7 separate regions of the Mus musculus genome follow, and all the other regions are linked to region 3. A link is a contact called in public Hi-C, HiChIP or PLAC-seq and promoter capture Hi-C data. All regions are on one chromosome and are shown on one strand. The core of a region is the stretch at or near the end of the contact, and the rest is flanking DNA. Distances in the headings are between cores, read along the strand shown. Region 1 holds the start of Eif4g2 (eukaryotic translation initiation factor 4, gamma 2). Region 2 holds the start of 1700012D14Rik (RIKEN cDNA 1700012D14 gene). Region 3 holds the start of Galnt18 (polypeptide N-acetylgalactosaminyltransferase 18). Region 4 holds the start of Mrvi1 (MRV integration site 1). Region 5 has its middle 34 kb from the start of 1700012D14Rik. Region 6 holds the start of Ctr9 (CTR9 homolog, Paf1/RNA polymerase II complex component). Region 7 overlaps Ctr9 (CTR9 homolog, Paf1/RNA polymerase II complex component).

What was found. Promoter capture Hi-C pulls out the DNA fragments that hold promoters and counts their contacts. A called contact is a pair of places that touch in the nucleus more often than the background predicts. HiChIP or PLAC-seq counts read pairs in DNA pulled down with a chosen protein or histone mark.
Region 1: a contact with region 3 is called in an H3K27ac HiChIP or PLAC-seq map of embryonic stem cells, with 4 times the contacts expected there. The contact joins the promoter of Eif4g2 here to the promoter of Galnt18 in region 3. A contact is called at or near these places in 6 of 39 promoter capture datasets (the 3T3-L1 cell line, 3T3-L1-derived adipocytes, cranial neural crest and 2 more), 1 of 484 Hi-C or Micro-C datasets (cerebral cortex) and 8 of 115 datasets of contacts at active chromatin or transcription factors (the NIH/3T3 cell line, astrocytes, cardiomyocytes and 5 more).
Region 2: a contact with region 3 is called in a promoter capture Hi-C map of hippocampal neurons, with 6 times the contacts expected there. The contact joins the promoter of 1700012D14Rik here to the promoter of Galnt18 in region 3. A contact is called at or near these places in 8 of 39 promoter capture datasets (the 3T3-L1 cell line, the SN4741 cell line, cranial neural crest and 4 more) and 2 of 115 datasets of contacts at active chromatin or transcription factors (cardiomyocytes and embryonic forebrain).
Region 4: a promoter capture Hi-C map of neural stem cells shows a contact between it and region 3. The contact joins the promoter of Mrvi1 here to the promoter of Galnt18 in region 3. A contact is called at or near these places in 2 of 39 promoter capture datasets (hippocampal neurons and neural stem cells).
Region 5: a contact with region 3 is called in an H3K4me3 HiChIP or PLAC-seq map of forebrain, with 4 times the contacts expected there. The contact joins the enhancer-like site here to the promoter of Galnt18 in region 3. A contact is called at or near these places in 3 of 39 promoter capture datasets (the SN4741 cell line, cranial neural crest and embryonic stem cells) and 2 of 115 datasets of contacts at active chromatin or transcription factors (cardiomyocytes and forebrain).
Region 6: a contact with region 3 is called in a promoter capture Hi-C map of 3T3-L1-derived adipocytes, with 7 times the contacts expected there. The contact joins the promoter of Ctr9 here to the promoter of Galnt18 in region 3. A contact is called at or near these places in 6 of 39 promoter capture datasets (the 3T3-L1 cell line, 3T3-L1-derived adipocytes, cranial neural crest and 2 more) and 1 of 115 datasets of contacts at active chromatin or transcription factors (astrocytes).
Region 7: a contact with region 3 is called in a Hi-C map of uterus, with 7 times the contacts expected there. The contact joins the enhancer-like site here to the promoter of Galnt18 in region 3. A contact is called at or near these places in 4 of 39 promoter capture datasets (the 3T3-L1 cell line, 3T3-L1-derived adipocytes, hippocampal neurons and 1 more) and 10 of 484 Hi-C or Micro-C datasets (adipose-derived mesenchymal stem cells, brain, cardiomyocytes and 6 more).

What each region holds. Positions count from the first base shown.
Region 1 is chr7:111,081,271-111,084,284 of GRCm38.p6, reverse strand. It overlaps Eif4g2 (eukaryotic translation initiation factor 4, gamma 2), which reads left to right and starts at 1,255. Exons shown (of 22, transcript NM_013507.3): 1 at 1,255-1,500; 2 at 2,652-2,778. The coding sequence starts at 2,738.
Region 2 is chr7:111,121,183-111,124,423 of GRCm38.p6, reverse strand. 1700012D14Rik (RIKEN cDNA 1700012D14 gene) reads left to right here and starts at 1,749. Exons shown (of 3, transcript NR_015573.2): 1 at 1,749-2,041.
Region 3 is chr7:111,778,000-111,781,279 of GRCm38.p6, reverse strand. It overlaps Galnt18 (polypeptide N-acetylgalactosaminyltransferase 18), which reads left to right and starts at 1,303. Exons shown (of 11, transcript NM_001360903.1): 1 at 1,303-1,967. The coding sequence starts at 1,733.
Region 4 is chr7:110,980,856-110,983,780 of GRCm38.p6, reverse strand. Mrvi1 (MRV integration site 1) reads left to right here and starts at 1,320. Exons shown (of 21, transcript NM_194464.3): 1 at 1,320-1,768.
Region 5 is chr7:111,154,965-111,157,922 of GRCm38.p6, reverse strand. No RefSeq gene overlaps it. Among named protein-coding and RNA genes, the nearest start is that of 1700012D14Rik, 34 kb to the right of the region's middle. Within about 2 kb of position 1,277, at least 202 of the 459 cell types and tissues checked have an H3K27ac peak or open chromatin away from gene starts, as enhancers often do. A contact at or near this core is called in cardiomyocytes and forebrain, where this site is marked.
Region 6 is chr7:111,026,997-111,030,222 of GRCm38.p6, reverse strand. It overlaps Ctr9 (CTR9 homolog, Paf1/RNA polymerase II complex component), which reads right to left and starts at 1,272. Exons shown (of 25, transcript NM_009431.2): 1 at 1,042-1,272; 2 at 1-9. The coding sequence starts at 1,086.
Region 7 is chr7:111,047,784-111,051,104 of GRCm38.p6, reverse strand. Ctr9 (CTR9 homolog, Paf1/RNA polymerase II complex component) reads right to left here. Exons shown (of 25, transcript NM_009431.2): 17 at 1,725-1,841; 18 at 1,450-1,595; 19 at 600-671; 20 at 25-160. Among named protein-coding and RNA genes, the nearest start is that of Ctr9, 20 kb to the right of the region's middle. Within about 2 kb of position 1,989, at least 12 of the 459 cell types and tissues checked have an H3K27ac peak or open chromatin away from gene starts, as enhancers often do. A contact at or near this core is called in uterus, where this site is marked.

The sequences.
Region 1 (3,014 bases), core at 6-2,505, 700 kb after region 3:
CTCTTATATTGAAAAAAATTGCCCCTCTCCTAAAAAATGCTTTTCTTTTTTACACTTAACCCCCAAATAAAAATGGTTTTTACAGTTTTTAGTTTAAGTGAAAGTTTATTTAATAGCATTAATTCTAAGGCAAAGACCTAAGTTTACTAGAATTATAAACCTTCAAAGCCACACTTTTCAGCAGACTTAAATACTAAGGAAAGTACAATTGTCTGCTGAAAATTCTATTTAAGAACTAGGGCTTTCAACACCAAGACATGCCAAATTACGTTTGGGTCTTTGAAAACCCAGCTCTTGGGAATGAATTCCAAGCCATGACTGTTGAAAACACACGTGCTTTAGTTTAGTAACCCATCTTATTGAAAAAAAAAAATGCATGCTTAACAGAGATGGGACATTTCTCGTTTACATACCTTCATTTTTGGAAAGCTAAAATGTTGCATACTGTGGCATACATACATAACCCATCTTTTAAAATACCACCTGGAAGTATAGTTTGAAATGCTTCATTTTCCTATATAGCCCTTAAATAAAATGAAAGCACTGCGCTGCCCGTCTTTAATGTTTGTTAAAAATGAAGGAAAAACTTTAAAAAATGACTTTGCAATTTCCAAATGCCCGCGCTCTGCAAACACTTCTCAAGCCAGCCTAGTATACTGTCTGGGTCAAGCTCGGTGACAGCAGGCCGAGCATTTGAGTTAAAGCTGCCTCTAGCCTGGGATACAAAGCCCTTCCTTTGATCCTTTTCTCGTTACTCTGCAGATGGAGGACCAACAAACAGAACGCATTCCTATCGATGGGCACACGTCCCTCTCTTCAGCAAAGCTCCCAGACGCTAAACCGAGGCCAGGCCGCAAGGCCACGCCGAGCCCTCAGGACGCCAGGCCCGGGCGGGTCAGGGAGGAGAGGCGAGGAAAAGGTTCTTCTATGCAAGCATGAGGCTGGGACTCCGGAACAAAGCGCCGGCCCAGGAAGACCAGGCGGCCCGGCGGCGCACACTCACTGGGCTCCCGGCGCTACGCAAGAGTCCCGCAGCGCGCCGGCCCGCCGCCCTTACGCCACTGGCTTGGCCCCAGAGCCTTCGCGAATATGGCTTTGCGCACTGCGGCGAGGCTGCGCCGCAACCGAGCTTGCCCGCTGGCTCCTCCCCGCCGCCCTGCGCGGATTGGTAGCGGACGGAAGCCCGGCTGCTGATTGGATAGCGAAGGAGCCACTCGGGGAGGCTCTAGTGGGTCGGCCGCCTCAGAGTGATAAGTTGGGCTTCAGACACGCCTCAGCGCCAGCAGCGAGCCGGAGCTCTATGGAGGTGGCGGCGGGTACCAGGTGGCGGCTGCAGCAGCTACTCCTCTGAGCTGAGACTTTCAAGCCGGCCGCGTCTCCTTCCTCCCCCTTCCCTCCCCCTTTTTTGTTTTCCGTTCCCCTTCCCCCTCCCTTCCCCGTCCCCGACGACCGGATCCAGAGGAGGCAGCTGCGGTGGCAGCTGCTGAGTTCTCGGTGAAGGTGAGTGGAGTCGCCGCCGAGCGGAGCCCTCTAAGATGGCCGCCGCCCCTGGCCGCTTCTTGTCGAGTGGAACAAAATGGCGGCCGCAGGCGGAGCCGGGCGGGGCGGCCTTTCCTCTGCCTTTGGGCTACTTAGAAATCTATGGCCTCCGCGCTCCTTCCTGTGTCGACCGAAGAGCTAGGCTGACGTGCGGTCGAGTGGCGGGCGCAGCCGGGATCCTGACGTGGGATCCGGGAACAGCGTGCGAGCGTGGCAGGCCTCGCGCCTCGGCGGGAGGGACGCGGCCCGCGGCAGGGCCCGGCCGTTGGCGCGGGACCAGCGAGGCGGACGAGTCCGGAGCCCGGCCTCCCGGCGGGGAGGAGGTGTGTGGCCCTACTGCGGGATGTCCCACTCGGGCGACGCCAAGAGCGAGTCTCGGTCCCTTTGTGGGCCTTGGCAGCCGAGGCGCTGTCAGCCGGGGGATTTATGGTGGAGGCGGCGGGTGGGCAGGAGGCCGCCTTCCTGCGGGAGAACAAAGGGCCGGCCCGGAGGGGGCGCCTCCCGCCCAGGCCTGGGCCCTCGCTAGACGCCGCTCGGAAGCTGAGCCAGCCTGGGCCTGGGGGAGGAACTCGCTGCTCTTTTGTTCGCGCGGAGTGGGGCGGAGGTGCCTGCTGCCATGTTGTGTTGTGGCCCCGGCCTTCCGGCGGCTTTCCACACGCGCCCTGTGTAAAAGGAAGGGCTTATAAAGACGAGCGGAGGAAAAGCTGCCCAACACCGGGTAGTGAGGCTCTGGCCGGCCTGTCACCACCCCGGCCACCCATTTTAGTACCGCAGACATATCCCTTGTAGCACCGCCGGTCTTGATAGCATTTCTGTTTAATTTTAAAGGCCCCATAATACGGCTGCTTCCTAGGCAGCATCCAGATTTTTTTTCATTTTATTTTTCTCACAAAAGCTGTTCTTTGCATCCTTGAATACTAAGAGAATCCACGGGGCTAAACAGGTTTTATTGTGTATTTGTGGGTTTTGACTTCGTTCTATTTTAGTCTTCTGAGGGCTGCAATGCAGTGAAAGTTCAACCAGCTGCAGTGCTGGGAGCGGAAATAAATTATATTTGAAAGTTTATAGCTCAGTATGGCAGTACCTAATTTTGGTGTTTTCTCTCTTTCCAGGCTTTTCATTTCTACCATCCCCTCCCCTCCCCACCCCATCCATTAATATTATTCTTTTGAAGATTCTTCGTTGTCAAGCCGCCAAAGTGGAGAGTGCGATTGCAGAAGGGGGTGCTTCTCGTTTCAGGTATGGTTTTGGGAGTGGGTAGTAGATACATTGGAGGGGGTGTTCAGAAAGGGCCAGTCATAAAAGCCTGGCAGTGGTGGCGCACGGCTTTAATCCCAGCACTTGGGAGGCAGAGGCAGGCGGATTTCTGATTTCAAGGCCAGTCTGGTCTAGAGAGTGAGTTCCAGGACAGGCAGGGCTACACAAAGAAACCCTGACTCAAAAAACAAAGTCGTTACCAATTCCCACTAATGTGC
Region 2 (3,241 bases), core at 500-2,999, 660 kb after region 3:
TACCTTTCCCTCCATTTTTTGGAGACAATGTCTTGCTTTGTAACCCAGGCTGGTCTGACAATTCTCAGTCTGTGTGGTAATCTCTCCTTAACCCTCCCAGTGCTGGGATTACGAAGTGTGCCAACACACCCAGCTTTCAGTTCCTTTTTAAAAGTGAGGCCCCACCTTCTTTACTGATATATTGTTGTAATCTTACAAGTCTTTAATATAAATTAACTTTGTATGAGAGCATGCATGCACACAAGCAAATACACAATTTGTGGTTCCCACAACTAAAAAGGAACCCAACATAGACTATCAGTTGGTCATGTTTGCAAAATGTACTTCTCTATGCTCTAAGTCCTTACCTATAACTAGGATCTGATCTTAGACTGGTGATGAGTATATGAATTAAAACATTGAAAGAACATGAAACAGCCAGGTGGTGATGGTGCATACCTTTAATTCCAGCACAGGAGGCAGGGGCAGGCAGATCTCTATGAGTTCAAGGCCAGCCTAGTCTAGAGAGCAAGTTCTAGGGCAGCCAAGGCTACACAAAGAAACCCTGTCTCAAATATCAAAACAAAACAAAAAGTACATAAAACAGCCCCTGGCTCCTACAGTGCACTCTATAAACAGTATTATTATCTTTATTTGCTGAGTCCTACATTGCCTGTATTTTTCTCTCAACCAACATATATTATAATCATAACTGTATATAAATATATAATAAATTATAATTTGACACAGCAATTAACAGAAAAAAATCTGTATGTTTCAAGAACAGTAGACTCGTCAGCATATAGAGCCTAAGTTAAATCCTAGTCTTTAATTAAACACGAATATGTTTAATTATTCTTCCCATTGTCTTATTTTTGAGTTTTTTTTCCAATTTACAAAGACACAAACCAGGTATGTGAAGTTCACATTGGGGACATATATAAAAATATATAATAAACAAAATCTTATTCCAAAATTATACTGAAGCTTGATGACTGCCATCAGTCCTGATAACTACTATTAAGGGTTAGGCTTCGCGGGGCATGGTGGCACATGCTTTTTAATCCCTACACACAGGACCTCAAGCCTGGCCATGCCCTTTTGGAAAAGAGGGAGAACGGGGATAGATGGCTTAAACACCCAAATGTTGCCAGCCCACCCAACAGAGATGAGTTGGTAACGCTGAGGTAAACCTCAGAAAAAGAAGAGTTCTAAGGATTTTCCCTTTCGTCCTGCTGGGCCACCTGGGAGGCCAAACATCAGGCGTGCCCTTGGCCTGGCCTAACCCCCCGGCTGGTAAAGGTTTATGCACGCCGAGTAAGGTGAGTTTTTTCTTCCCGCTTCCAAGCACTGAGTGACCGGGCCACCATCAGCCTAGGCTGGCGAGCTCAGGATCCATAGCTGTCTCAGCAGTCCTTGCAGAGCGACAGAGCTGAGGGAAATGCCGACTGGGCCGCCATCTGTCTGTCAGCATCAGCCACGTGGAACTGGAGGAGCCCCGGAATCTGCTCTCTAAACCCGCGCCAGGCCCACGGCGTGCCGGGGAATTCAGAAAACAATGGCTTCGCCCGCCAGCCCGGAGCCCAGAGCCGGCTAGGCGGCTCCCAGGTCACACCGCGCCTCAACCAAACTTGGGCTCTTAGTCCCGCCTCGCTGCTCAGCGCGGATTGGCGGTAGGGATGAGCTCTGTCGCTGATTGGACAGCGGCGAAGTCGCTCCTGCAGACCATCGCGTCTGGCCGCAGTGGAGCTCTAAGAGTCCCTGAATTCAGACTTCAGGCCGCGCCGTCCGAGAGTCGGGGCCCTTTGAGGTGGCTTAGGCGGTATCCCTGAGTTGACAGCATCACCCCGTCCCGCGTCCTCCTCTCCTCTGTTTTGTTTTTCATCTCTCCCTCCTCCCTCCAGTCCCCGACGACTGGCCCTAGACCCTCGCTGAAGGTGAGCTGAGCCACCGGCGAGTGGGCCGCTCCGAAATGGCCGCTGCCTTGAGCTGTCTAAAATGGCGGTCTCGTGCTCGGCTGGGGACCGCGACGCGGCTCTGCAGCCCAGCCGCAGCCGAGACGGTAGGGCGATGGAGATGGAGTGGAAAGGTGTTGGGTGTGTTGACACGACTTCATGTCGATGGCACAGTCGACATTCCTGGGGCGAGAGGAATCCTGTGTCACCCACTGGTAGGCTAGGGCAAGAAGCATGCCTCCGGGGGCGTGGTGCTCTGCGAGCAGTGCACGCCTGGCCCGGAGGGATGGCTGTCACTGGCCGCAGGGCGAAGTGACCGCGTTGAAATACTTCTAGGTCCTAGTGGAGCTGCCCGGCCCCTTCTGCTTCTTAACCTTTGCGATTGGCCTGCGCTCCCGTTCACACCTAGGGCCGCCTGGCAGCAAAAGGCCCCTAAGGGGAGACCCTAGTGTTCCCTGAAAGGAACTGGAAACTTAGGAGGGCAGATGCTTTGTCCCCAAGAGCTGCTGGGATGTACCTCAGAAGAGAAAGGAATACGGGGCCCTTTTAAGAAAACAAAGCTACTTTTTTTTGTGCCCACTTGACAACGAGGTGGGGAAACTTCATTTTATGGTGAACCAGTGGCTCCGAGAAGCTCTCTGTTTTGCTAAATTTAAATCGAGGCTGGAAGGAGAGTCCACTGCTAAGGAATAGGTTTTCTAACTACTGCCTAGTTTAAGATTGCTGCCTTCGCCTGTTACAACACGCTGGCAATCTGTTTGTACACACACACCAACCTCTAGTACCAAATGCTCGTTATGCTTGATGAAGTAGAAAACTCCCAAGTACTGTCGAGGCACGTGGGCTGCACAGTCAGTTTGGGAACTCTGTTCATTCTTCACTGACTAAATGTGTTAACCTAGCAGGTGCCAACTTCCCTGTATCTTTCTCTAAAATGCAGTCGTTGATAATCTCAGGTTCTTGACAATTAGATGAATTAACCTTTATGAGGAATTGGGCACAGATACTAACAGGCCACAGAAAATAAGAGAGTTACTCAGTAAGCATTAATTGTTAGATCGGGGACAGACTGGTTATAGTAACAGCATATGTCATGTAACACTTGCATATCTGATTCCACTTTAGATTGAGTTTTTAGTTTTAGAGATATTGAAATGGGGCTGTATTTAAAAAAAAAAAAAAAACTCAGTTGGTTTTTATTCCCACCACCACCACCCACGAATGTTTCTATGTCAGTGGGTAAAAAAGCATTTCAAAGCAAGGAAATTACCAGAACAGTAAGTGGAATGGAAAATATTAGCATATTT
Region 3 (3,280 bases), core at 54-2,553:
ATCAGGCCCAGCAGCATTCCTTCTATCAGCCCCTGTGGCTGAATTGCTGATGGTAAAGAAAGACATTCAAGCAGAAAGCCAATGAGGTGGAACCAAGCCAGCTAGAGGACAAGCTCCTTCTTGCTGCCCACAGCCTTAGACTCTGTAGCTTCCAGTAGGGGAGAAGAGCTGAGAGTGGTCAATAGAAAAATCAAGGTTTGCTGAGCAGCCAGGTGGTGTTCTTGGACCCGGGAAGGGAGGAACTGCATCCTGGAATGATAACCACAGGAGCCTGGGCACCCACTGTGTGTCCTGTCCTAAGCCCTTTTGGTATATCCTCTCATTTAATACTTATAAGCAGGAAGGTATTGTTGATATTTGATAGATGGGGGAAATGTCTCTTATGGTGTTCTGACCCTTGCTCAAGCTCATGTAACTAACACATACAGGAGCATCAAACCCAGGAGCCTCTCTCTCTCTCTCTCTCTCTCTGTGTGTGTGTGTGTGTGTGTGTGTGTTTCTACATCCTCTCTCCAGAAAGGCTCTGTCGACCACTTGATAGCCATGAACACTGAATGTGTGGGAATTATACAAGTCATGGAGAATTGCATCCTCTTGTCCCAATACTGCGTATAAGGCTTCCTTAGACGTGGGGTGTAGTGATATCCATAAGCAGTAACGGCTCCCAGAGCATGAATTCGTCCAGGGAGCTGCATAGTGCATAGATGTGACCAACGATTGCAGAGACACCCTCACTATTCACTATGCCTCTCCTAGAGATTTCCGGAAGGCATTTGGTGACACCCGGGAGACCAACAGAGAGAGGCAGAGTAAAGGCTCAAGAAGCATAAGGTGTGGACATTATGAGGCCTAGCCACTTGTATGGTTTGAGTCTCCATTATCAAAAAGGAGATGGAGGCGAGGAGTCCGTTTTTTCAGGTGGAAAAGCAGAATGCCCTCAGTTGGGGAAGGTGAGGGTATAGGAGCATCTTGGTCCCCAAAGCTTGGGCTTCTTAGCGGGAGCGCGAGCGGGGAATTACTCTAGAGGTGGAATCTGCCGGCCTGGGCGGGGACTGGAGGTTCCTGATCTGCAGGCCCTAGGGTGGCCCGAGGGCGCGGGAGACTCAGCTGTGTCCGGACCGGAGCCTGCTGCCAGCAGGTGGGGCGCGGGGCGGGGCTCCGCCCCCTGGCCCCTCCTCGTTGGTCCGCAGCCGCCCAGTCCCGACCCTTTTCCAGAGCCAGAGCGCGATTGGTGGCGGCGCTTGTCGCTCGGAGGGGGCCGGGCCGCTCTGCTTCGCTCCTCTGGTCGCAGCCACAGCCGCGGTTCTCCTGAGCGGCGAGCGGAGGGCTGGTGGCATCTCCCAGGCAGCCAGCACTGGAGATGGAAAGCAACGCGGCTGGGCCCTGGCAGTGACAAAGTTTCCCAGCCCTGCAGGTCTCGTCTCGCCACTGCCGGCCACCCGTGACCGCCTAGGGAAAAGCTCGGGGATTTTGAATTTGCGGGGGAAAAGCCCAAAACAAAAATCTAGACCCACCTCGTTTTCTTTGTGGAGCTCTTTCTCAGGGTGGCCAGCGGCCGGAGCTGCAAAGTTGTGCGCCGCAGCTCACACTGCCAGGAGACCCGCCTTTGGAGAGACTTAGGTGCTGGCGCACCCAGAGACCCCAGACGTGCCAAGGGGGTTGAGCGCGGGGGAGTTTGGGGTGTACAGCGAGGAGGGGCCCCGGGTGCTCTATATGGAGGAAGGACCCCAGAATGGTGTGTACCAGGAAGACCAAAACTTTGGTGTCCACTTGCGTGATCCTAAGCGGCATGACCAACATCATATGCCTGCTGTACGTGGGCTGGGTCACCAACTACATCGCCAGCGTGTATGTGCGGGGGCAGGAGCCAGTGCCCGACAAGAAGCTGGAGGAAGATAAAGGGGACACCCTGAAAATTATCGAGCGGCTGGACCACTTGGAGAATGTCATCAAACAGCATATCCAAGGTACAGGCGTCCTGAGAAACTTGAGCCAGGCGCGAGGCCCGGGAGTGCCCAGTGTGTTCTGCTTGTGGGATGCGCTGGGGCCAATGCGTAGGAGACCAGCGATTGCAGGGAGGGCTATAGGTTGGCAGCTACGTGGTTGGAGGGATTGCAAGGACTGGTGTCCTGGATCTTTTGTGTCTGCCGCCCTGTGAGTCTTCCCTGTGTACGCGTGTGCACAGGTGGTGTGTGTGTGTGTGTGTGTGTGTGTGTGTGTGTGTGTGTGTGTGTGTCTGTGTGTGTGTGTGTGTAGCTTGCTGTCAGTATGGGGACGCGATGTGCACGTGTCCAAACGTGCGTATGATTCCAGGGTGCTCCTTTCCAGGATCGCAGGATCTCACACTAGTCCGGGAGTGTGTCTGACTGGATGTTTGTGCTTCCAAGAGAGAATGTGAGGGCAAAAGAGCTTATTTGCCGGGCTTGTAAGGGACAAGAGAAATGCCTTGTATGACTCTAACTGTGGGTTTTAAGGAGCAGCAAGCTTCAAGACAAATGCGGAGTAGAAAATTACATCGGCCCAGTATTGGCTCCAGCCTCAGTCAGTCTCAGTAGGACTGGGACTGCAGGGGGCATCTTAAGTAGAAAACTGTCCCCACCTAGAGCACACCTGCCTATCCAGGATCCTCCCCTAAGGAGCAGGTGTCAAACCCAAGAAGCAGCTTAGTCCACTGTGGTGGTGTTTCTTCTGTTTCGGATGGAGAAAACCCACGCTGGGCTGCGGCTTTACTTCAGAGCCTTCCGGGTTCTAGCAAGGCCAATCTGCCAGGACAGTTACCTCAGTTGCGGAAGCAGGAAGCAGCCACAGCAGAGCAGACAAACCCACAGGAGCTGGGTCTGAAATCCAAGGCTGCAGTGGGTGGGTGTCTCCAGACTGGGTCCAAAGAGACAGTAGGATATAGAGAAGTCTCCTGCTGTGACCCGGGCAGTGTGAGTATCAGAGGGAAGGGATGGAGCTCGGGGCTCCTAGAGTAAGGTGTGCTCACAGGTGATAGCAATCTGGATTCTCCCTGTCCACCCCAGGTGTCCCCTGCTTTCTTAGACAGGGAGGCTTCTGACCTATAGGGCCCAGCGAGTTTACCTGTAAACCTGGCAGGCCATCTGAGCTACAGGCTGCCTGCTCTGTTTACTCAGGACTACTCTGAATTGGTGTGCTTCCCACATGGCCAGATCGACTCCTTCCCTGGGGAGGTTCCGCTGAGGGCAGAAAGGTGACACAGACAAAGCAAGCACTTGACTTTGAGGGCCCCTAGAAGAGGGACCTTTGGAAGCTCTTACTT
Region 4 (2,925 bases), core at 71-2,570, 800 kb after region 3:
CAGCCCTGATGTGTCCTCTTATAGAGTCTGCTCCACTTTGCACAGTCACCAAGTGATGTTTTATAAAATGCTTGTAATTGAAGTGAATTTTAAAAAGTCACTTGGTGACTGCCTTGCGAGTCTGGTGAAAGCTTCAGGCCACCACCAGGAGAAACACAGCCAAGTGCTGGCTCAGAGACTCACCGAGGCCGTACAGGACCCCTTCGGTTAGAGCCATGGTGGAGAGGGTGGTAGGTGGTAAAGAGGAAGGAGTTGTAGATGGAACCACCTCAGCTCATGTCTAGGCCCTGGCACTCAGGCTGCAGAGCATCTGAAGAGCAGATCTATTTCTTTGAGCCTCGATTTCCTTTTCAAAAGAAAGATGTAATGATTCTGTTTGAGAAGACACTTGTGAGATAGACACTTGCTTCCAGGCAAAGTATCAAGTGCACTGTTAGGAATAGAGTGGGTGTTTACTAAGAGGCTTACACACATACAAAAGTGTGCATACACTCACAAGCACGCAAAGCCTTAGGTTCAGTTTTAGCCTCTGGCTCCCAGGAGTTCTTGTAATACCCTTTAGAGCTCTCACACAGGACCAACAAGTGAATCTGCTGTGGAGTTCTCAGGTTTAGCCAGTAAAAATGCCCAGTTTCATTTAACTTCAAATGAGCAACATACAATCTTGTGGTACAATTATGTATTTGGGGGCATCCTTATATGGAAATAATAGCATTTCGTTTGAGATTTAAATTTGAGTATCTGGTTATCTGGCCACCCCTCCCAAGGGCTTCTCTGTTGCTGTCTCTAACTGCAGAAGGGGCTGTGGGGCCCCCATGTGGCTGTGTTAGGGTTGACAGTCTGTGATCCCAGGCTTGGACTATATTGAGGATGAAGACCAAGCGTGGCAGAAGAAAGGCAGCTTTCCCCACCGGAGTTGAGGTAACTCAGGGTTGGAAACTCTTCCGTGCCTTTCTAGTACCTATGAGACCCTAACCCACAGTGTCCTGATTTTTCATTGTTGTCCCACTTCAGAGATGAATAGACTGAGATTTGCTATGTTAAGGCTACAGGATGGTTAAGTGGAGGAGCTGGGGCTGACCCCTGGGGCTGCTGCCAGGCCTGGACTTAGTTAATCCCCCTCACCATGCCCCTGTTCTCTCTAGCAATCCCGAGGGTTTAAGATGGGAGCAGCCTCCGCCTCCAAATCCCTGGGACAGGAAACATTCCCAGCTTCTGCTGGCGGTGAGCCAGGATCTTATCTAGGCTCACATGCTTGCTGGACACTCAGGGGTGGGAGGCTGGTCTGCAGATGTCCCCTTCATACCCCTCTGGCACAGACAGAGTCCAGCATCTTCAACTGCTCCCCGCCCCAAGGCACTGCCATCGGCTATGGGGGTGCCCCTTGCAAAAGCCTGGGGATAGGGGCTACTATTCAGGCCCAACCTTCCTTGAACCCTAGGCTGGCTGGAAGGCTTCTCCTGCTTTCAACCCAGAGCCAGGCTGCAGGGGGCCCTGGTGGAACACTGGTTCCCAGTCCCAGCCCCTCATCCAGCCCCTCTCTGAGGAGGAGGCAGGCAGCTGGGGCTCTGCAGCCAGAGCTTTTCAGCTTGGAGCTCTGGAGCCAGATGTAACATTGACCTTAAATGGTAAAAGCTCCCCAGAGTGAAGAGAGGCTGGCCGGGAGGAAAGGGGAATAACTCAGTTTTAGGTAAGTCATCGCTATTGCCTAGAATAACCTGCCTCTTCAGCCCAAGGGAAGCAGAGAGGCGTCTTCTCCTCCTTAAAGGTACAGGGCGCTGGGATGGGGGCACTTAACTTTAAGTTGCATGGGAGGTGGCCTGGTTGGGTGATATTTTAGCCGAGTCTTTTTATTGTTGCTGTCTTAAGTTTTAAATAAGAAGTGAAACTCACGATCCTCACTAAATCCTGCCCCTTCTACTTGCTGTTGGAAAGCACGCACAGTTTGGGGTAAAGATGTGACTGCTCACTAAGCCCCTTACTCCTGGCTCTCCTGCAGGATCCTTTGTGACAGTAGAGAAATGCCCGGTGCTGTGCAAAGCAGACAGGCTGGCCTTTCTTCCCTGGGGCTTCCCGTGTCTCTCCTTTGTTCCCTCTCAAGTCTTGCGTGTGAACCCGTTTGTCCAGCCATCTTCACCATTGACTCTGTCCATTTCTATGCTTTATCTTCCTGACCTGTGCTCTGGTCACATCTCTCTTTTTGTATCTGTCCCCTGTCCCACCACATCATGTCCCCTTTCACAGATCTCTCTCTCTCTCTGTATATATATGTGTGTGTGTGTGTGTGTGTGTGTGTGTGTGTGTGTGTGTGTGTGAGTGTGTGTGTGTGTGCCTACATCCTAGCTTGCACCTCTCCAGAGGTCCTAGAGTGAGTGGCACTCGGGCCGACTTTCTCAAAGAGAGGGTAGCAGAGCGAGGCTCAGGAAAAGCCCAGCTGCTGGGCTGCTTCCTGCACAGTAAACAGTTGTAAAAGCTGGAGAGGCCTCATAGTCTGCATAAACAGCAGCATGGCCCCAGGACCCCTGGCTGGCGCTCCTGCCTCCACAAGTGACAGCTGCTGCTCTTTAACACTCTTCAGACAGCTCTCGGGTGGCATAGAAAGCAAGGCAGCCCTGAACTTGGCTGAGCTGTATTTTGCCCGGAGAGGGAGAAAGCTGCTAGCGCTGCCAGGCTAGAGCAGGAGTGAGGCAGGCCTTGGGAGGAAGAGTCTCTCTCACAACAAGAGGTGATACACACTAGCGGGGCATGTGCAGTTCCTCATCATCTCAGCACCTTGCCTACGTCACACAAGAAGGGTCAGAGCTAGGATTTGAAAGCATGCCTACACCAGTCCCCACCTGACAACTGTGAGCACCTCCAATAGTGGCCTCTGATTTTCAGCTAAGTGATAATGCAGTTGTCTCTGTTATATTTGGTTCATAATTC
Region 5 (2,958 bases), core at 28-2,527, 620 kb after region 3:
GCTGAGAAAGAAGCTTTCAGAGGTGAACTGCCTTGCCCCAAATGCCACAGTTACTAAGGAGCAGGGTGGGGACTTGAGATCTCACTCTCTCAACTCCTGGCGCTCACTTCCTAGCCAAGGATGACTTAAAACAGAATGAACCTGAAAAAGCCAAAAATAATTCTGTATTGCATTAAAGAAAGAACAAGTCCCTGTTGTATATGGGCATACAAATACGTATAATTTGAGGGTGTATTTTAAACCTGACAGCATCCTCCACCCCACCCCCACCCCTGAAGAGAAAAGAGGGTAAGAGCAAAATGTGGGGTGAGAAGCCATCTGACTCACCGGTGAGGTGGGGGGAAGAAGCTGTAAGCAAACACGATGAGTTTATTTCCAGCCCACATCTCCCTCCGCCAGCCCTGGCAGCCAGCCCACCCGTGTGTTGCCGGGGCCTCCATTGGAGACGTGGCCAGAGTCCTATTTTAGGAGGACAGAAGTAACCTAAATCATGTGGCTGCTAAGCTGGAATTTAAAGAACACACACCAAGAGAGGTAGGGGGAGGGAGGGAGAGAGGAAGAGAGAAATGGAGACAGAAACAGAAAGAGACAGACACAGAGAAAGAGACAGAAAGACAGAGAGGGAGGATAGAGGAGGAGAAGAGAGAGGGAGGGAGGGAGGGAGGGAGGGAGGGAGGGAGGGAGGGAGGGAGAAAAGATATATGATACTGGACACCACAATGTGCTAGCAGTTGGCCATCTGACGTGTTCCAATCTTGTCTAACCCAGGGAAGCCTTAATATAGTCCCTTTGTCCTGTCCGTTACGGGAACAGCCAGCAAAACTGCCTGCAAGAGAAAGCACATGGTCTCAGAGGTGAGCCAGGGACAGCCTCTGAGGTGCCAAGGATTTTTCTGAGCAAACATTGATGGACAGGTCTGTGTGTGCTGGAGAAACCCGTTCCCCTGGCTCCTTGCGGAATTCAGCCCCAGGGGAAGTGAGCTAATGACTGGGGTGGTTCACCTTCAGCCCAGATGCATCATAAAACCAACTTGTAAAGCCTGGTTCTGAATACTTTTGCTCACCCAGATGGAGTTCTGTGGGGCTCTGTGGCTTTCATATTGGAGGGTCCAGGGGCAGTTCTTCCTTTCTCTGGCCTAAAACCAGGGCCGGTGTCCTGAGCCTGTCAGCTAACCCAGGCTGTGGTCAAATCTGCTGACAGCAGCCACGGTCTGCCTGCAGTGTGTGCCCCACATCTGGGACTTGTGATTCACCAGCCAGTCTCTTCCCCCAAACCTAGTTTTTCATTCAGGCCTGAGCACGCAGGACTCACAGAGCCTGGGCTCCAGTGCCTAGACTTGTCTCTCTACCTAAGCACCCAATAGGGTTTATCCTTATCTCTAAACAGCCTTCCCCTCCCCTTGGGCTCAGCCTGATTCACCAGGGGAATTTCTGTCTTGATTTCTCATTCTGAGCCCAAGCTAGGGTGAGAGATTTCTGAATGGTCTTCTGTATACTGTTGGTGTCTGTGAGGACCCTTAAATTCAGGGGAACCTTTACCCCCACTCCCTACCCCGAACCCTTATTTCCACTGCTCTCCTCCCTCAGCTTGCCCAGGAGGACCCCAAGCAGCACCTGTTCTAGCCAATTCCTGGATTCCCTGTTTCTGCTCTCACCTCCTGGGCTCTTAATCCCTTGTCACAGCTGCTTCTGGCCCTTTGGTGACTCTTAAACTTCTCTTTTTAAACGACTGTCTTATCACGTGTTTCTGGCTCGATCTGTTTTGGACACAACAGTTTCCCTGTGGGCTGCGGTGAGGATTCTGTAAGTCAGCCAGCCTCTGGGTAGCTTGTAGATAGCTTCCAGTGTCCCTGAGTGTCTCACCGGGCCTTTTGGTTCTCACAATAGGGTTTTCCCTGGCCCTGCCTCCAAGGTAGCTTTAATCTCTAGAGCCCCTCCCTCACCTGAGGCAGCTACATTTTAGGCTCATCTCTTGACTTGCTGAGACCATTTTTCAAAAAACAAAAACAAAACAAAACAAAATTTGGCAATGCTTTTTATCAACAGGAAAGGAAGGGTCATCCCATATTTATTTCAATTTTTTTGGTTGCTAATATTTATTAGATTATTCACCCATCAACAGGAGTTGGACATTATCAAAATTCGTCTCAATTTCTGCTCATCTCAAAGATTCCTAGCCAAGCATCTATAACTGGTCAAAAAATAAGCCAAGTTATAATAGATTGGAGAATCCTCTCCATAAGCCAGTGTATAATATTAATATACATGGAGTACCCAGGGGACCAGAAGGTGCCTAAAGGTGCCTCTGACATGAACACACACCTGTCATAGTATGTCATAACATAGGCAGGACTCTGCATGCCTCCTTTGACTTAATGCTAAATCATAAACAGTTGCCATGTCACTACATAGAATAGTCTTTGGGGTGTGTGTGTGTGTGTGTGTGTGTGTGTGTGTGTGTGTGCAGATATGTGTGTGTGTGTTCATATTTTATATGCTTGTCTTTGTGTGTGCGAGTATGTGTGTGTCCAGGTGTATGTGGACGTTCATGGACAACCTCAGGTAGGTAACATCCTTGGGAGCTTCTTATCTTGGTTTAGTGTCATTCTTTAGAGACAGAGTCTCTTCTCTTAGGGCTCACCAATCAGGCCAGCAAACTCCAGAGCTCTCCCTGTCCCTACCTCCCACTACTGGATGCATACTACTGTATCTGGCTTTTTTGTGTAGATTCTGGGCATTGAACTTAGGTCCTCATGCCTGTCTGAGCCATCTCCCCAGCACCAGCTCAGTGACTGCAGAGTAGCCCTTTTAGCAGGGCTTCCCAACCTTCCTAATGCTGTGACCCTTTAATACAGTTCCTCATGTTGTGATGACCCCAACCATAAGATTATTTTCATTGCTGCTTCATAACTGTAATTTTGCTGCTGTGATGTATTGTAATGTAAATATCTGATATGTG
Region 6 (3,226 bases), core at 23-2,522, 750 kb after region 3:
TTCAATGACCTAAAACACAGAATAAACGTTTCGTTTCCTTTTTAAATTCACAATTTCTCTCTTCTGCGTGTTTTGAATACTCATCAATGCCCATACACAAAGGGTATGTACTCACTTTCAATGGAGTGAACTAATTAATACATGTTCCTATTTAGGAAACACATGGCAAACAGGTTGTAGTCTGGTTTGGTCAAAGCATAGAAAAGCAGGCAAATCCTGTTGGTCGTTCTTCACATCGCTAAAACTATAAAATTCTCAACGACTTGCTTACTCAAAACCAAAATGAAACCTTGTACAACCCATAGGCCAACGAAACACTGATGCCATAGGTCTGAGAGCTTGAGAAACTCTATCCCAGAGGACAGGCAAAGTTGAATACCAACGGTCACTTAAATCACGGAGGCAGTATCGTGGGTCACATACATGCCTAAAATGTGGGCACCAACAATTAGAAGAAAAATATTCTGGAATGTACCCAAGACCACCATATTTTAGAAATGAATTCTACCTCGATCGAAAATAAAAGTGTGTAAAATCTAGTCTGACTGAGGCAACGCTGGAGCTTTATTCGGACAAACCACACGCCATGGATGAAAGTGGGTCGTTGCCATCAGCACACAGGAGCGGCTAAATCTCGGGCCCCTTATCTCGCCCAGAGAGCTGTGTTAATAGTGTGCCTTGACAGACTTTTCTTCCATGGCATTAAGAGCCGTCTCTCAGATACCCAGGGAGATTTAAAAAAATAAACAAATCCCAAGTTGGAGCAGCAGGTAGCCCCTGGGGCACTGACTCCCCTCTGTAAGAGGTGAGGTTTACTCGGCGCTCACACCCCTGCGCCTCGGAAGACAGCCGACTGTCAACAAGGAGCAGGCTGCAGGCGAACTTTCCCGAAGTCCTTGCGGCCAGAAAGGTGACCAGCTGAGTGGTGCCTGGGCCGAGAAGCTCGGCTGCGGCTCTCCCCTCCAAAAACCAAGCGGAGCAAAATCGGCGCTGGGATCGTCCAAGTTCATAGCCCTCCCCCGCTGCACACTCGGCACCCACCTCGTCAGTATCCCGGAGGGGAATCTCGATGGAGCCCCGCGACATGGTGAGCTCTGAAAGCAGGCGCTTCTCACCCCGCCGCTCGGCAGATCGCAGTCCCGGCTTCCAGCCTTACAGAGGTTACCACACCTCACACCCAGCGGAGCTGCCGGAGACCAGCTTCTCCTCTGCTGTCCGCCGCTGAAACAACGAGCTTCAGACCGCGACCGGCCACTTCCGGAGGCCCCGCCCCCTGTCCCGGAAGCACTACCAGTAGGGCGTGTCCCACGCGAGCTCCGCCCGCCTGGCGGCTCTGATGCGTCCTTCTTTGGAAAGACTGATAGTCCTGAGGTTGTTGTTGTGTCAGCCGTAGGTGACCGAGCGCCTTCGGGAACGCGGCATCTGCCGCTAAGGTGTCCAAACTGAGCTCCTCACAGACCCGCGCCGGAGCGGGGAGTGGTGGTGGTGAGGCGAAACCACGCCTCTATGGGCGGGGCCTCTGGTGACGAATTCTATGGGCGGTGCCTTGCCTCTTCGGCCACTTAAGCTTCTTGGGGGATAATTCAATCTTTTATCAGCTTTACAGTCGTTTTGTGTTGTCCCAGCCAGTTTGTGCAAGTCACACTGGTGATGTCGTTGTGACTAGTTTAAATAGACATAATCAGTGAATTCTGAAGTTATGGTAATAATGCACGGATTATTATTTTTATTTGTTGCGTTACATATTTGTATATGGATACATGCGAGCGATGGTGTGGCAAATGGAGGGCAGGGGACATCTTGTGGGAATCAGTTTTCTCCTACTCTGAAGGTCGTAGGGCTCGAACTCAGATAGACAGCGTTGGAGCCAGGCAACTTTTTGCAGACCCTGTTTATTTCTTGAGATATTCTGTATCCCAGGTTGACTTGAAACTCCCGACCTCAGCCTTCTGACTGCTGCAGTTATTGGCATATGCTTGGGCACCTGGCTTATATATATTTCTTAATGTACTTATATTTCTTTAGGAGCACAATGAAAAGGAACTGCTAGGTTTGATTTAAATAAAATCAAAAGAATTCTATTAAACCTAAATAATGAAATTATAGAATTCAAAAACATTTTAGCTCATGATTTCATTATAGAAGAGTATTAAATAGTTTCTTGTGCTTGGAATAAACAAGGGAAGGATCTTAATAAATAAGCGAATAGGCCGGGCAGTGGTGGCATGTACCTTTAATCCCAGCACTTGGGAGGCAGAGGCAGGCTGATTTCTGAGTTTGAGGCCAGTCTGGTCTACAGAGAAACCCTGTCTCGAACCCCCCCCCCCAAATGGGGAATAAAAAGGGTTAGTTTAACTGGGTGTGGTGGCACATGTCTTTAATCTCAACTCTTAGGAGGGAGGAGCAGGAGGAGAGCGCTGAATTTAGGCCATTCTACTCTATACATGGAGTTCCAGGCTAATCTGGGGTTACAGAATAGAGAGATCCTGTCTCAAAACAGAGCCCCCCTCCATCCCTGCTAGCCAGTGTTTTTTAAGATATTCACTGCTCTTTCTCCCAATTTCTTCTGCTGAGCCAAAGCTACTATTATCTCTTTGCCATCTTTTCTTGATTCTTCATCTTCTCTGGCTTCAAGCTCCAACCTAGTTTCAGCTATATTTCACTCGTAGGTATTTATGAAAAATGCCAGTTCATTTATAGTTTTCCTCTTAACTCTCTTAAAACTCTTGAGAAGAAACTAAATTAAATTTATTTATTTATTAAAGATTTATTTATTTATTATATGTAAGTATACTGTAGCTGTCTTCAGACACACCGGAAGAGGACATCAGATATTACAGATGGTTGTGAGCCACCATGTGGTTGCTGGATTTTGAATTCAGTCAGTGCTCTTAAACCGCTGACCATCTCTCCAGCCCCTGAATTCAATTTATGTTGTGACTTAATGGTTGTGTAACTATTTTTACATGTTTGAATAAGTGCTTGCCAAATAAATAAAGTGCTATCTACATATGTAATCTTAAAAAATTTTTTTAGAGAAGGTCTTACTATGTAGCCTGTAACTTACTATGTAGATTAGGTTGGTCTTGAACTCACAGAGATCTGTCTGTCTCTGCCTGTGCAGTGCTGGGTGAGCCACCTATGCCCATCATAATTTAAAGAATGTTAGCAACCACATTAAAATATAAAAGCCAGATTAAATTAATTTTAGTAATATATTTTATCA
Region 7 (3,321 bases), core at 740-3,239, 730 kb after region 3:
CTCCTGAGCTCAGTGTAGACGCACCTGCTCTTTGAGAAGCTTCTGTCTTAAGAGCTCCTTTTCCTGCTCCTGCTTGGCCCGCAGCTCCCGTTCTTCCTCATCCTGCTTGCGTGCCCGGGCCACATGGTACTGGGCCTGGCTCAGTAAGTCAGAGCACTGCCTAATATTTCAGATGCAAAGACATAATATCCAGTTAAGAGCACCTGCTTTCCTTAAAGTCACTGTTCCAAGTTCCCCAACTCAGAATTCCTGTCTTGATTCATGGACATAACGTGAGAAAAGCAGCCACGTATTTCTTAGCTGTGTGGTGGCTCAGGCCTGTGCTTGTAGCATGAGAGGAGGATCCTGGTTCTAGTCTAGCTTCAGAGCAAGACCATGCCTCAAAAAGACAACAGAAAGAGAAAGCACTTTCCAACAACCTAAGAAGACTACATCAATTTCCTGAAATCTGAAAAGGTGTTGTGGGTGAGGGAATAAGTGGCCCCGAGAAGGCCAGGACCACTTTGTTATGGTCACACTCTCCTAATCCACACCCAACGTGCCTACTCCCCGTCCCCCGCTCCCCACCCCCAAGCCACCTTCTGTGAATAGGGCATTACCTGGCTTCAGAGGCAGCAAGGGCCAAATCAAATCTCATTTTATCTCCAACTTTGCTCAAGTAACTGAAGTACCTAAATGGAAGAAGAAGATAGAAGATAAAAGATATTTCACTCAATCCTCATATTAAGGCCCTGTTTAATAAACAGAAGTTCATCAAGAAAGGTAAAATATAGTTAATACTGTCAGTAAACTAAGAAATAACCATAGCAACAGGTAGTAAACATTAAACTTTCTAACTAACTGTGTCAGCACGGTGGGTGGGGCAGAAGTCACGAGAGCACTTACTCTTCACCAGATGAGGCAAGAAACATTAACAGAGATGAACAATAGCACAGCTGATCATCAGAGATGGGAGCTTTCATCTACCACACACTGAACTGCTAAGTCCTATAAGGTTAAACACATTTGAACTGAGCTGAATAAATCTGTTAAGCAGTAAGTGATAAGATCTTTAATCCTAGCTTGATGAAAATCAACATCCCATAAAGACACACTGGAACAGAACATGAAACCAACACAAGTGGAGACGAAACAGCTCACAAGTGTAAAACACTGGCTCGGACTGCTGAGAGGTGAATGAAAATCCCCGAGAGCCCACAGCCAGCCAGGCAGCTCTAGGAATCAGGCTTCAAGGCTGACTTGCCTGGACTCTGCCTGGAGTATGGCGCCACCACATGGCAACTGTGTGCTTTGACCTTAAACTAAACTGCTAGCTAGACCTCTAATGCTTGCTTTCCCCTAATGGTTATTATTATTATTTTTCTTTTGAGGAAAATCTTTTTTTTTAATCTCCTGAGGCAGTTTTAAGGCAACAAACCACTGTAAAGCCCCTTTCCTCAGAGCTCTCACCTGTGTGCGAGCTCCAGCTCTTTCACAGCATTAAGGACTTCCTTCAGATTACTTTTTTCATCTTTCAGGACAGAGGTAGCTAATCTTTGCAAGACCAAGGCCACATTAAACATCAGAACTGTGTCACTGGGTGCCACGTGTCTGGCCTGTAAACAGAAAGCAATGCAGGTAGCTTCTTATGACTGAATGCCACCAAAAGCATTCAGTAAACAAGTAAAAGCCAGGCAGCCATTTGGGGGGTGGGGCGGGGGCGGGGGCGGATGCAGTCCTGTTACCTTCAGCAGAGTCTGCTTGCACTCCTGCAGCTTGCCGCACTTGAAGAGGGCGCGGGCCAGGTAGAGCACAACCTCAGTGTTTTGGTGCTTATAGAACTTTCTGAGGCAGTTCTCATACTACAGAAAGGAAATGCTGGTTAGAAACACAGCAGAGCCGGGCAGTGTTGCCGAGTTCCCTTAATCCCAGCACTCGGGAGGCAGAGGCAAGCCAATCTCTGAGTTCCAGCCAGGCTGCTCTACAGGTCAAGTTCCAGGACAGCCAGTACACAGAGAAACTCTGTCTCAAAAATAAACAAACGACAACAGAACACAGCAGGGAGGTATTCTCATGCTGTGTCTGCATTTCAAAGCAGTTTTAAAGCTCTGAAAAGACACTCCAATTTGGCTAATTTCAGAGACTAATCTGGAGTTGACTTCTGACATTAGTCAGTTTACGTATTTACAACATAAAAATCTGTTCACAGAAAAACTAGGATCAAAATACTTTTTCCACTTGGAATTTGGACCAGTGCTGAGTAAAAGGTAAAGAGATTTAAGCCTGCCTGCCTGCCTCAACCTTAGCTGGGAAACCCCTTTCTCCTATCTTTAGGACACAATCCAGAATCAATTCATCATGGCCACCATGACAAGTCACACCTGGGCCCTCTGGGTGACACACTCTTAACATCTTCCTCTGGGATCTGTGTCAATGAGCATACAAGTCTCACACTTCAGCTAGTATGTTGGTCAACCTGCAAATGAACATCTGAGTTCATTTCACCTCTTTACTCTAGTGTGTGTCTGAGATCTGTATCTCACGTGTGTGAAGGGAGGGGTGGATACAGGGGCCAGAAGAAGATGTCAGATGTCTTGATATGTCTTGCTGTCACTGGCTGCCCTATCTCATGGTCAGGATTTCTCACCTGGAGCTTGCCACCCCTCCACCCTCATGGCCTGTTTTGCTATCCCAGTGATTCTCCTGTCTCCACTTCTGACAGCACTAAGAAAATGAACATATTTTTCATGGGTACTAGGAATCTGAACTTAGTCCTCATGACTATGCAGCAAGCACTTCTACACATAGTGTCATCTCCCTAACCCCCAGAGTTAATTTTTATATAAACAACATTTTTGACCACAAGCATATACACATCCTGTTATAGGTAACTGACAAGGTAATTTTCTGGACTATCTCTAATGGCTAATTTGCATTCTAGAAGGCAGTGCTAAGGTTCTGCAGATTGGGATGGCTTGTCTCTAAGAACACAAGCTCTGGGTTGTGCTCTCTGAGCTCTGCAAATCCCTCTGATCAGTTTAGTACGTGAAGCCTGAAGCCTGGACTAACTACTCTTGTCCTCTTTGTTCAGAAGCCTCTTTTGCTCTGACGGTACTCTACTCACAGACACCAAGAGCTTTGTTATCTTTTTTTTTTTTTTTTTTTTTTGGTTTTTCAAGACAGGGTTTCTCTGTCTCTGTGTAGCCCTGGCTGTCCTGAACTCACTTTGTGGACCAGGCTGGCCTTGAACTCAGAAATCTGCCTGCCTCCCAAGTGCTGGAATTAAAGGTGTGCGCCACCACGCCCGGCTGAGCTTTGTTTTCTTTTTTTTTTTTCCCGGCT